Linked DNA regions of Rattus norvegicus: region 1 is linked to region 2. A link is a contact called in public Hi-C data. All regions are on one chromosome and are shown on one strand. Each heading gives the region's core, a stretch centred on a gene start, on an enhancer-like site or on the middle of the called end of the contact. The rest is flanking DNA. Distances are from core to core; before and after follow the strand shown. Region 1 has its middle 100 kb from the start of Fgfr2. Region 2 overlaps Ska2l1 (spindle and kinetochore associated complex subunit 2 like 1).

Region 1 (6,270 bases), core at 2,098-4,597, 720 kb after region 2:
GTCTGAGCCCTCCCCAGGGCCTGGGATTATAACTGCGCTTGCTATCTTGGAAATGAGTCTTCTCCTTTTGGGCATGGGAGATCATGGGAGATCATGGCAGCTCCTCAGGGTCCATCGAGGCTGCCTCAATTGTTCTCAGCCACCATTTGCTTACATCTGTGGTTCTGCACACACTGACCCTCCGTGGAGACTACGCTACACACCAGCTAAACCACACTGCTTTCTTCTCTCTGCCCATGCCTGGGGCTTTTGCCTCCAGCAGGGCTGGGGCTCCATTCCTTCTGCCTGGATTGCCTGGCCCACTTTCATCTCTAAATTAGCTTCAGGTCCAAAGGCTCCTCTCTCAGGGTCCCTCTATGCCTTCCTGAGGGTACAAAGATCTCACCAGGACTCTAAGACTCATTCACAACCCATCTCATGGTCTTGAGTCCATCCTCTGAGACCGGGAACTTCTAAAGGGCAGTCGTGGTGGCCACTGTATCCCTGCATGTCCAGTGACTCCTGGTATTGATGGACTCACGGTGGCAAGCCCCCAGCACATGTTTACTGACATTACTTCAACAAGGCCTTCCAGGTCACCCTACCTAGAGCACCTTTCATGCGAGCACCAGCTGGCAGTCTTGCTTGTGTACACCTTCACTGTAAGCGGTCTGGGTTCCCCTAGTATGTCACACTAATCTAACTTGCTTACCCCAGTGGCAAAGGCGACATCTGCCTCAGACAGCTGTTGGTGAATGTGTCAATAAGGAAGTGAATGCCAGCCGGGCCTGGTGATATGCACCTGTCACCACCAGCTATTGGGGTGAATATCCTGAGCTTCTGAGTCTTGAGATAAGCCTGGTCTACACAGCAAAACTCCATCTCAAATCAGTAGTAAAAAACAAAGTTAAAACATAAAAAAGAGGGACCACAAATAAATAAATAGATATACTAAGTTTTTTTTTTTTAAAAAAGAAATGGATGAATAGAGTTGGCATGTGTACTTAGATCTTTGCACAGTGCTTATGAAGAACAAGAAGGCTGACAGACTCCAGCCTAGGAGAGGTGTCAGTCTGCATCAGAAAGATGTACTGGATTAGTGTCAGGTCTGTCTGTCCATCATGTGCCCTAGGACCACATCCTTCTTGCAGGACACCTGGAAACGACATGCACCTTTACTGGACGATGTGGACTCCTCTCTGTGCTCAAACTCTCAAATGAAATGAACGGGGCATCTCAGGCCTGCTCTTGAATGTCTCAGTAGTAAGAAAAGTGGCATTCCTATAAGAATCGCAAAGAGGCCATGGAACTTTAGGGTAAGTTAACCAACACAGTAATGAAACTGCCAGTTACTGTTTAGCACCCGGTCCCAGACATTAGCAAGGGATCGCAGGACATTGAGAAGTTCCGAGGGAAAGTGGAATCGGATGAAAATCCCTCAGGGGGTTTGAGGCTGTCTTCTGCATCTGTTGGGGCTGACCGGCAAGATTTCCCTCTCTCCCTCTTTCCCTTCTTTCCTCTTTCCCTCCCTTCCTCCCTCCCTCCCACCCAGATCTCCAGTTGATGTCAGTGGCTTGTCTCAGGGCGAAGTGTGGTCAGCAAGAGCTCCAATAGCTTTGACGTCACCGCTAGAATGTCTTGGCTCTCATGAACATGAACTTAAGAAGAAAACATCCAAATTAGGTGGAGATTATGCTAATCCCTTTTAAGCATGTTTTGTTGGTGATGGTGATGGTAGTAGTGGAAGTAAAGACCAAACCTGAAACAGGCCTGCTCACAAGTACCGATTTCCACACTCATTAGGCCAGGAATTCATTATGTAAAGCAATTGTTCTACCAACAACCAAATGCCCTCCTCATATGTACCCTACCCTGCTCAGGGGTTTGTCCACTTTTGTTTGTAGGAGCTTGTGTCTGGTCCCTTCTCTTGCTACCACCTAGACAAGCAGATGAACATGGAGGTCCCTCCCTCAGCGTGGACACATGTCGCCTGCGTACCTACTGACCTCCCGCTCACCTATCCGCCTACTGGCTTCGAGTGACCACACAAGCAGGCAGAACAAAGGACACGCCCCTTGGAGATGATCCTTAGTAACTGCACAACTGAAAGCAAACAGATTGGTACTTCCCTAGGGTTATAAAGTAAAATTCCTTTATATGCCTTAAATTTACAATTTCCCTTTATGGGTGTTTCCGATATTCTTAATGCGTGAAGAGCCTATGAAATTCAATGTGGTGTAGTTTGGTCTCGCTTCTTGGGAATGCTTCCTAGACATTCCCCAGTGCTGTGTCAGGGGAGAGCAAACCCAGTCTGCATTCTGGATGTTGGGATGTTGGCACTCACATGACGCACAGGATTCCCAAATGAGCCCAGCCTTGCACTCATGTGAAAGACACTCACAGGCAACGTTCCCATGGTGCCAGCTGTGATGTTGACTTCCTAGACTCTCTAAGAAATGACCACGGAAGGAGGGGTTTTGGTAGTACAGACAATGGGGTGCTTCTGAAAAGGCCTGATGTAGGCGTCAGAGATTTGAACTCGTGGAGCTAGAAGAAATGCAGTCCCGGTGGCTGAGAAAATGCTTCAGTGAGGATCAAGAAAGACAGAGTGGAGAGAGACAGCTGGGATGGATATTATGGGGTGCAACAATGAAAGATAAGCCTGCCAGGGTGGGTGGCTTCATCCCCACTGGAAACATGGTAAGGACTTGCTGAGGTACAGAGGGTGTGCTGGTAACCCTGTGGCACCTGTACACTGTGGTTGGAGAATGATTGAGAGCTGACGACTGAAATCCATATCCCAAGGGGTCAGGCTGCCCTAACCCAGCAAGGCTGAAGTACAGAGGGCACCAGAAATGAGGATGTCACTGCATGCCACAGGGGATGGCAACAGAATCGTGACCAGCAGTAACGACTGCTCCGCTCCACTGAAGAAGATTCCTCATCCCAGAGTCCTGAGCTGCAGAGGAATGCGTTCAGACCTACCCAAGTCTGAAGAAAGCCAAGCTAAGCCATGGGAATCAAAATTAATATTAAAAACACGGACCCAGTGAGACCCACCGAAAGGTGCTCATTTGCATGGACAGTCAGAAGTCAGGGGGGAAAAAAGAAAGCAAACAAGGGAGCTCCTTCTGCCCCCTGGTGGCTTTGGGGGAAATGTAAGGGAAAGAGCAGAAAGTAAAATCTTCACTCTGTACCCAATGTCAACTGAGTGAGGACCTATCTGAACAATGAAGAAGATGGCAGAAAGCCTTCCCCCCGCAGCAGCTCATCCTGTTGATGCTGGAAGACACTGTTCCTCTCTGCTGGACAGTGGCCGCTGACAGATCTCTAGCTCAGCTCCCATGGGGAGCTGGTGAGCAGCATGTGCCCTTGTGAGCAGAGCATTGCTGCCAATGCCGATGGCCCGTTGCCCCAAAGGCTGGATGCCCAGTGCAGCACGTAGCTGACTTCACCTCAAACGAAGCTACAGAAAACGGGGCTTTTAAATACAGAAGCAGTCTTTGGGGACACCCGTTACAAACCCGTTTTCCCCAGGATCATCCTCGGCTGCCCATTTAAGCAGCCATCTATGGAACTACACAACGACACTCCTCCAATCCCAAAAGCATGAGTCTGGTTTCCCGACCTAGTTAATACAGCTTTCGGCTAACCTGGGTGGCTCAGCGAAACGCTAATCTCAAGCTGCAACGCCTCCTCCAGAATATGCCTGCCTGCGGATGAATAATACAGAAAAGGGAAGAAAGCAAGAACAGTCGGGGGCGAGCTGGAAACAGTCGCAGGCATTTTCAGTTCGAATATAGCAACCTGCTGAGCAAGGCAATCCCACAGCCCATGAAATGGGGCTGATTTTTCCAGACGGCCTGTTGGCTGGTTTTGTCTCCAACAAAACAAACAAAAATATGCATAACTGTATGAGGCCCTAAGCTCATTTTATCCTCCCCGACCCATTATGCCACAGGGATCCATGCCGAGGTGCCCCAGAGGAAGGCGCTGCCTGGGCTCCTGTGGATAATTGTTTATGCGTGTTCTATTAGGGAAAGACAGCCATCAGTAAGTGCTTACCATTCTAACACTGGTCTGTTCTTTGTGAAGGGCTATTTGAAATGGATCCTAATTACATGGTCTCTGAGACCTGCTTCAGTTTGTGAACTTGCAGATAACTATAATTATCCAGTAACAGAAGCTTCTTATTTCTCAAATGACTCTGAATGGCAATGTTTAAATGGCACTGGGTGTTTCTGAGGTTATAGTGAATGCGTTTTTAACCATTTCCTGGACAGCTCAACAATGTTAGCTATCTGATTAGCCTGAAATAGCTTGAAAGGACCATGTGCTCAAGGGCCATTTGAGATGGTTAAGGCCCCAAACATTGGAATAACGACAGGCTTAACACTTTAGTTTTTGTGAAACGGTTGGAGGAATGGGTCCATGGTTAACAGCACGTGCTGCACTTGCAGGGGAGCTGGGGTCACTTCCCAGCACCCACATTTGGTGGCTTGAAGCCATCAGCTTTAACTTCAGTTCCAGGATGTCCGGTGCCCTCTCCTGGCTTTCATGGGCATTGTGTGCACAAGGTGAAAATACACTCTCTCACACACATAGTCATAAAAAAATAAAAATTTTAAGACTTCATTTAGGGCCTAAGGGGGTATAGATCAGACAGTGGGGCATACACAAAGCCCTGATCAGCAGCACAGCAAAACACAAATGAGGTGTGTGGATCTGAAGCCCCATCACTGGGGAAGTAGAGGCAGAAGAAACTTAAGGGCCACCCTTCTTGGATATCAAGTTCAAGGCCAGCTGGGCTACAAGAGATGCAGCCTCAAAAAAGAATTTTAAGGGGATGGGGGACAGAGTAATGGCTCGTTGGTTAAGAGTACTTACTGCTCTTAATTCCTAACACCCGCATGGCAGATCGCAAATGTGTAACTCTAGTCACAGGGAAAGCTAATGGCTGCTTCTGACCTCAGGGGGCACCAGACACTCATGTGACATATACATTATATGTATATGTGTATATATGACACAATATGATATATATTATATATATATCATGTGATATATTATGTTATTTAACATTATTTATGAATATATGTATATATATATACCACCCATACACATAAAATAAAAATAAAAATTTTTTGAGGGTGGTTGAGATAGCTCAGTAATACGCACTTGCTTACAGAATCTCTCACGTACTGACTGAAAGGATCACCTGTCAATAAAAATCTGATAGCCAATGAGCGGAGGCAGGATTAGAAGGTGGAACATCCAGCAGAGAGAGAGGGGAATTCTGGGAGTCAGACACAGGAGGTTCACCGCCTGGACTTGGAGGAGACAGATGTTTGAAGCAGAAAAGAAGCAGCCATCCATGTGTCACACATAGAACAGAATAAGCAGGTGACAGAAGTTACCGGCTAGTCAGGGAACAAGCCCAAGCTCATGGCCTGGGCACTTAATCATACATCAATAGTCTCCAAGTCGTTATGGGAACTGGGGAGCAGGTGCAAAGCCAGTGGTTACACTTGCTACCAAACCTGATGGCCTGAGTGTAAAACCCCCAGGACCCACAAGACAGAAATGGTAAAACTGACTACACAAAAGGGAACCCTGAATGCCCCAGTAACACAACCACATTCTACTACTAAGGACACTTTATTAGAGTGCGAGAGAAAAGGCAACAGCATAAGTCAGTTGCAGGAGGGGAGAGGGAGAATAGTAGTAAGAAAGTCAGGCCTATTTGTGCTAGGGCCCAAGACAACTGCACACCCAAGCACTGGAGAGGGATGCATGGTGGAAGAGAGGGCTTCAGAGAAAGAACGAGGCTGTCCAAAGGAAAAGTGGGTTACTAAGGAAAGGAAAACACTCCCAAGGAGAGGAGAGGGCTAGTGAGCTCTGGGGAAAGCTCCAGAAGCACGGCCCTTTGCAGACACTTCAGCTCCCACCCCACCCCGATGTGACAGAGCATGCACTGTCCATACGCTCTGTTCATTAGATGAAGGCCAGTCTGGAAGAGTTTCAACCTTTCCTGCAAAAAAATAAAAAGCCTGAGCATGCTCTGATTGTTGAATGAAGCCCAGGTGGGGAGGGGCTTTGAGCCTTTCTCAGCCAAATGGCTTTTTTTTTGTTTTTTTTGTTTTTTTTTTGTTTTTTGTTTTTTGCAACGGGGTCCCTCTGTATAGCCCTAGCTGTCCTGGAACTCACTCTATGAGAGCAGACTGGCCTCACCACTGCTGCTTGGCTGTTATTCCACTTTTATTTACTTTTAGTGTTTGCACATGCATGTCC
Region 2 (6,362 bases), core at 3,554-6,053:
CCATGGCTGGTGGGAGTTCACACTGCCAGCGACTTCCTTCTTCTGAGACATCATACACATACATGCCGCTCTTTGATCAAAGCTCCCCTCCCCCATTCTCCTCTTCTATCCCTCTGTTTCTGGGTGACTCACTGAACTTAATTAGGGTTACCCATGTGAGCACAGGTGAGAGGCTATTTACCTGAGCGAGATCGATGGGCAAGTGGACACACTGCTGAGGAAGATGACTCCCCCTTAGCTCACCACAAAAACAACAACCGCCCCCCCCCAAAAAAAACCTGTTGACTCATCTCTTCAAAACTGCCCAACGAAATTCCAACGTTTCAAGTGGAGGACTTGACGTCTAAATGAAGATGCTCCTTTCTGTTAATGTGTGCTTTTGTATTGATCTCGTTCAAACTTCTTAAGCCTGTGCACCTGCTCTCTTGTGTCCTGTGGATGGAAATCATGGAGCATCAAGGATAAGTGGGGACCATGGGGACAGCCCCAGGGATCTTTATGACCTTTAAAGCATAGGTGGACCAACAGGCTCATTTCAGTTGGATCACTGGTCATCTTCTTCTTCTTCTTCTTTTTTTTTTTAATTAACTTGAGTATTTCTTATATACATTTCGAGTTTTATTCCCTTTCCCGGTTTCCGGGCAAACATCCCCTCCCCCTCCCCTTCTTTATGGGTGTTCCCCTCCCCATCCTCCCCCCATTGCCGCCCTCCCTCCGACAATCACGTTCACTGGGGGTTCAGTCTTAGCAGGACCCATGGCTTCCCCTTCCACTGGTGCTCTTACTAGGATATTCATTGCTACCTATGAGGTCAGAGTCCAGGGTCAGTCCATGTATAGTCTTCAGGTAGTAGCTTAGTCCCTGGAAGCTCTGGTTGCTTGGCATTGTTGTACATATGGGGTCTCGAGCCCCTTCAAGCTCTTCCAGTTCTTTCTCTGATTCCTTCAACGGGGGTCCTATTCTCAGTTCAGTGGTTTGCTGCTGGCATTCGCCTCTGTGTTTGCTGTATTCTGGCTGTGTCTCTCAGGAGCGATCTACATCCGGCTCCTGTCGGCCTGCACTTCTTTGCTTCATCCATCTTGTCTAATTGGGTGGCTGTATATGTATGGGCCACATGTGGGGCAGGCTCTGAATGGGTGTTCCTTCTGTGTCTGTTTACTGGTCATCTTCTTAATTCCCATGTGTCCCCTGACTGATTGCCTGTATCCATCGACTATCCTAGCCTATTTTGTTACCAGGACAGAGATGCACACGGAAGTTTGTATCATCTGTGTCTTCTTACCAATTGGATCATCAAAATTCAGTTCTCCTCACCCAAGACTGAGAGCTTTTCAGTAGGACCCACCACTGAAGACACATTGGCGTTGATGTGCGGTTGAGGTGATGGCTCTTGTTTACCGGTGTTTGATGTCCCTGGCCTCATGGAGGATGGGTGGGGCCATTTTGACTGGGTCTGACAATAAGTTGTAAGAGGAAGTGACGTCGTTAACTCCCAGGTTGAAGCATAGCCCCAGGTTGAGGTGGAATATCTCTTTCTCTTTCGTGTTAATCACGGAAGCCACACATTTCAGAGAATTCAGTTCTGAGATGTAGGAGTGGCCACTAGCCTCCATCTGTCAGCAAGTGACCATGTGGATGACATTGCATAAACCCTGTGCTGTCTTGCAGCCCTGACCAACTCACCATGGGCATAAAATAAGCCTTTTTTATGCGTAGGCTCTAAGGCTATTAGGGTCTATTAGGTACTGCAGTTCATCCAGCTTGGCCTCACTGGTTTTTTTTTTTTTTTTTTTTTTTTTTTTTTTTTTTTTGAGCTGAGGAATGAACCCAGGGCCTTGTGCTTGCTAGGCAAGCGCTCTACCACTGAGCTAAATCCCCAACCCCTGGCCTCACTGTTAAGGACTTCTGCATCAGCCATGGCCTGGAGCTGGCAGAGTTTTCACAGGGACAGGCTGGGTGTCCCATCCTTGCAGGACATCACTTGTGCGACCCAGTGGTGAGACACTGCCTCACTGGAGGAAGGCATTTCCTCCTTTCTTCTGCTTTGGGGAAAATAGATTCTCAGATCTAAATAGACCATTAATGGCCAGTGAATGATGTTCCCTTTGGACACACGAGGTACTTGATATCTGTAATCTTTGTTTGTTATATGCTCTATTGGTCTTTTTCAGGATCATGAACATGCATAGAGTGTCTAATGAGCTAAGGCCACACTTGTCGCTGATCCTGAGATGAATTCTGCACCATCGGTGTGTAAGCTTAGGTGGTGTATGCACACACCCACCTATAAGTTCAGAGCAAGGACAGGTAAAAGGAAGAGTTTTTGTCTGCTGCTGAAATCTGATATCAAACCATAACCCTTTCATAAGCAGGAAAGGCCGGAAGCCAGGAGAGCTCCCCAAAGAAGGTCAGTCTTGTGTTGAGATATGGGGCAGTGAAGAAGTGCTGCTATGGGAGCTCCGAACTCTAGCTGGCTGGTGGAGAATCTTGGTTATGGTGTGTGACTTTACATGAGTCAGGAAGAAGGAAAGCAAGAAGCTCCTTCTCTGTGCATCTCACTGGCCCGAGGAGACGGTCCCTGCTGTGGAAACAATTCCTATGCTGAAGCAATTATGTTGAGTAGAGTCTCTCTAGAGAGCTATTAGCAAAGGCAAGCCATTGCTCCCAGCAGAGGTGTGGGGCTAGATGATCCTCTGAGCCTCTCCTCTCTGCGCTTTTGCCCACTGATTAATACACAGGTTTGCCTTATGCACGCCTCTGTTGAAAGGCACCTTATTTATTATGTACTCTTTCACTGGTGCTGAACTCAAGGCCAGAGGCCTTATAACTTGTGCCTGAACAGAGCTTGTGCTTTTCTGTAAGTCGATTCAGAGTCTTGGTGCACCAGGAACATTAGAAAGTCTTTCAGCAGTACAGGGCGGGGGACAGGGTTGGGGACAGGCCTTCTCAACAGTCGAGTTGCCGTGAAAAATGCAGAAAAGTATATGTCTGACTAGCATGTGAAAGAACACCTAAGAAAGCTGCAGCAAGAGGACTGGCTATCACCTCACCAAGTCTCTGCCAGCTGTGCATGTGCTGGTAGCCCCAGAGTTCTCATTGTTTTGCACTTGAGTGCTATTAATTACGAATAAGTCTTGATTTTAAGGTTGCAAATTAATTATTGGGAGTAAATGAATTTGCAAACACAGACTCTATAAATAGTGAGGACCAACCACATGTTTTTTTTAGGGGGGGACCAGAAGAGACCTCAGGGTGAAAGCCATTCCTCCTTTCTGGGGGTGGAGGGTGAATTGCAACTAAATGAGTTACTAGCTACATAGGAGGACGCTCACTGAGCTGCAGCTTCTAGCACAATGAAACACTGTTGCAGCCACGAGAAGAACAAATTGCTGAGTATCTACTAATACAAAACATTGTGAAATGAAAATATTGTCTACCCGCTGGTCCTGCACTTGTTCGTGCAGTTACTCCAGATCAAACGTATTTGGGGGCTGGGAAGATGATTTAGCAGGTAGAGCATTTTCTACACGAGTTTGAAGACCCGAGTTTCTTCAAATCCCTAGGACCCACGTAAAGCTGGGGACAGTAGCACACATCTGTAACACCACAGTATGATGGGACAGGGACACAGGAGAATCCCCGGAAGCTCTTCAGCCAGTAAGTCTGGCATACATTGCAGTGAACAATAAGAATCCCGGGGCTGGTGAGATGACTCAGTGGATAAAGCTGCTAGCTGCCAGGTGGGATGACCTGAATTTGATCCCTGGAATCCACTCGGGGGAAGGAAGAGGACCAACTTCCGCAAGTTGTCCTCCGATCTTCACCTGTATACTGTGACACGTATATGCAGGCTTGCACAAGCCCCAAATGTGAAACAAATAAGAAGATTTTGTTTCAAGTAAAGCAGAAGGTAAGGACCAGCACCTGAGATGCTCTCTGTCCTCCCTCAAAAAATGCTCTGTGGTACATATGCTAACACACATCGTACACATATAAACATTTTGAAGGAAAAAAAAACCCTTGCAACTGCATTGAATATATGCACATATTGTTTTTTCTTGATATCCTCTAGACAACACAATGTAATATCTATCACTTATATTGCATTAGTCACTGTAAGCAATATAGGGATAAGTTATAATGTATGGAAGAAACATGCAGATTATATGCAAATTAGATGCCAGTAACTACCGAGGAGTAACTACAAGCTAGTACACACACACACACACACACACACACACACACACGCATGCACACACACACAGTAATACTTACTTGTGAGTAAAAAAAGAGCTTAATTAGGGTATGAGATGCAGACACACTTGGTTTATGGATAGAAGATTCCAGAAGACGTACTTTAATAAGGTACCATGTCTATGAATTGAAATAGCGGATGAATTCAACTGTATCCCTTCCCTCATTTGTGCTTTCAAAATTTGTTTCCCTTTTGTAACTAGGAAAACGTTATTTTTACAATGAATGTTTCCAGGATGCTTACTCTACATCAGGCACTATTCTAATGTGTGTGTGCATGTGTATAGACCCAGAACGGTCTCCTTTGTTGGTGTTTAGGCACCATCCTCCTCTGTATGAGGTGAGGTCTCTCCTGCCATTGAACTTTGTAAGTTCAAATCTCTGCATGTCCTGCCCAACTGTGGAATTATTAAAAATCTTGCAATAATAATTAAAAAAGAAAGAAAAATAAATCTCCAGGTCACCTAGCTTCTTTCCACAGACTCAGAATGCCCTGGCGGGGCCTGTTCCCTCTGACGCATCTTGCTGCCATTCTGAGACCAGGAATGTGGGGTGGAGTCCCTGGCCCAAATCCCCCTTTCTCAGAAGTGCTGAGTTCTTAGTCTTCCCAGCCAGGGCAGAATTCTTGGGATTTGGCCACAAGGCCAGGGCTAACAGATTCGGGCAGGAATTTTGTCTGTCTCCTTCTCTGTTTTTAGAAGAAATAAGCCCCTGTCTAAGCTGGATTGAGCCTAATATTATCTGGTTTTCTTCAATGCCTGAGCAAAAATCGCATGGCTACTCTTTGGCAGCGTGGCTGTCTGGGGAGTGTGCTGGTTGGGAGAGCATGCACTTTGCCCAGAGCTTGGTCCATTGTCAGCAAGGCCCAGGGCTGTGTGGGATGAACTTAGCAGATGTTGCCTTGTAGACAGGAAACAAGCTGCTTGTAATTTTGCTTCGGGGCAGTGAAGTGTTCTACATGCAACCTGGGTTTTCTAGTCGTAAACAAACGAACAAAAAAACCAACAATGGCCATAGGTGTTCGTGGGAGCTGAGTTCAGGCTTCACTCCTTTCCCAGTAGCATCCTTCCCTCGCCTCAGCCTCTTAGGATGAGGCTTGACAGGTCCGCATCTGCTTGGCTTTTTCCTTCTAGGCTACTGTTTGAACACTGTACTGTAGGAGGTACAGGCTGGGATGCTGGGTCGACTGGTCACGCCTGTCTTTAAGACTGGCTGCAGTATCGATCCTTCCTAGCCTGTGTGTCACACTGGACAGTTGGATCTAAAGGTTAAGACTTACTGCCTAAAAGAGTGTGTGTCATGAGATCGTCGATGGCTTAGCAAGTGCTTGCCCTGCACACACAAAGACCTAAGTGTTCAATGCCCAGTTCCTATGTTTAAAACTAGTTGAGCATGGTGGCCCACACTTGTAATCTCAGCTCGAAAGAGGCAAAGACAGTGGATCCCTGGGGCTTACTGGCTAGTCGGCAGTCAAATTGGTGAGATGTAGGTAAAAGTGAGAGTTATTTCCTCACAGAACAGGATGGATTATGAGGAACTGAAACTGACGACGTCCTCTGGCTTCTGCAGACACATATGTACTCACACCTGTATGCAGTCATGTACCTGCAAGCATACATGTGCGCGTGCATGCACACACACACGCACACACACATGCAAACAAATGCACATACACATGCACGCATGCACTCACGCGCGTGCACACACACAGGCCAGGGTCCAGCATTTAAGTCTCAGGTTGGACATCAGACTACAACCCTTCCTGCTGTCTTTAATGGCAAAGCCCCATGCTTGGAATGTTTTGACACCCAAGCAGAGAAAGGCGCCCCAAGTACCACACTGGATTGCAGCATCAATGAGTTTGGCTAGCGAGTAAAGCATCTCTACAGACAGAGAGGCAAGGTGGCCTCCCCGAATCACACTTGGCAGGATATTCTTTAAAGCACTAAAGCCGGCTTCCTTTGAACTCGGGGACCTTGGAGCTCCCAAGACCACAGGGCAGAATCCGGCACAGTTTTCAGTTCCTCTCTTCAAGGAGGATGATCTTCCGCCATCCTGTACATGCGCGAGTTATGTGGAAACTCACCAGAGAAGCCATGATCAGCTTT

Evidence for each region. A called contact is a pair of places that touch in the nucleus more often than the background predicts.
Region 1: a Hi-C map of the A7r5 cell line shows a contact between it and region 2, with 3 times the contacts expected there. The contact joins two enhancer-like sites. A contact is called at or near these places in 11 of 12 Hi-C or Micro-C datasets (the A7r5 cell line, Schwann cells, frontal cortex and 6 more) and 1 of 1 datasets of contacts at active chromatin or transcription factors (oligodendrocytes).

Annotation. Positions count from the first base shown.
Region 1 is chr1:194,380,099-194,386,368 of GRCr8, forward strand. No RefSeq gene overlaps it. Among named protein-coding and RNA genes, the nearest start is that of Fgfr2, 100 kb to the left of the region's middle. Within about 2 kb of position 3,348, at least 50 of the 93 cell types and tissues checked have an H3K27ac peak or open chromatin away from gene starts, as enhancers often do. A contact at or near this core is called in the A7r5 cell line, where this site is marked.
Region 2 is chr1:193,662,973-193,669,334 of GRCr8, forward strand. All of the region lies in intron 2 of Ska2l1 (spindle and kinetochore associated complex subunit 2 like 1), which reads left to right. Among named protein-coding and RNA genes, the nearest start is that of Ska2l1, 8.9 kb to the left of the region's middle. Within about 2 kb of position 4,804, at least 6 of the 93 cell types and tissues checked have an H3K27ac peak or open chromatin away from gene starts, as enhancers often do. A contact at or near this core is called in the A7r5 cell line, where this site is marked.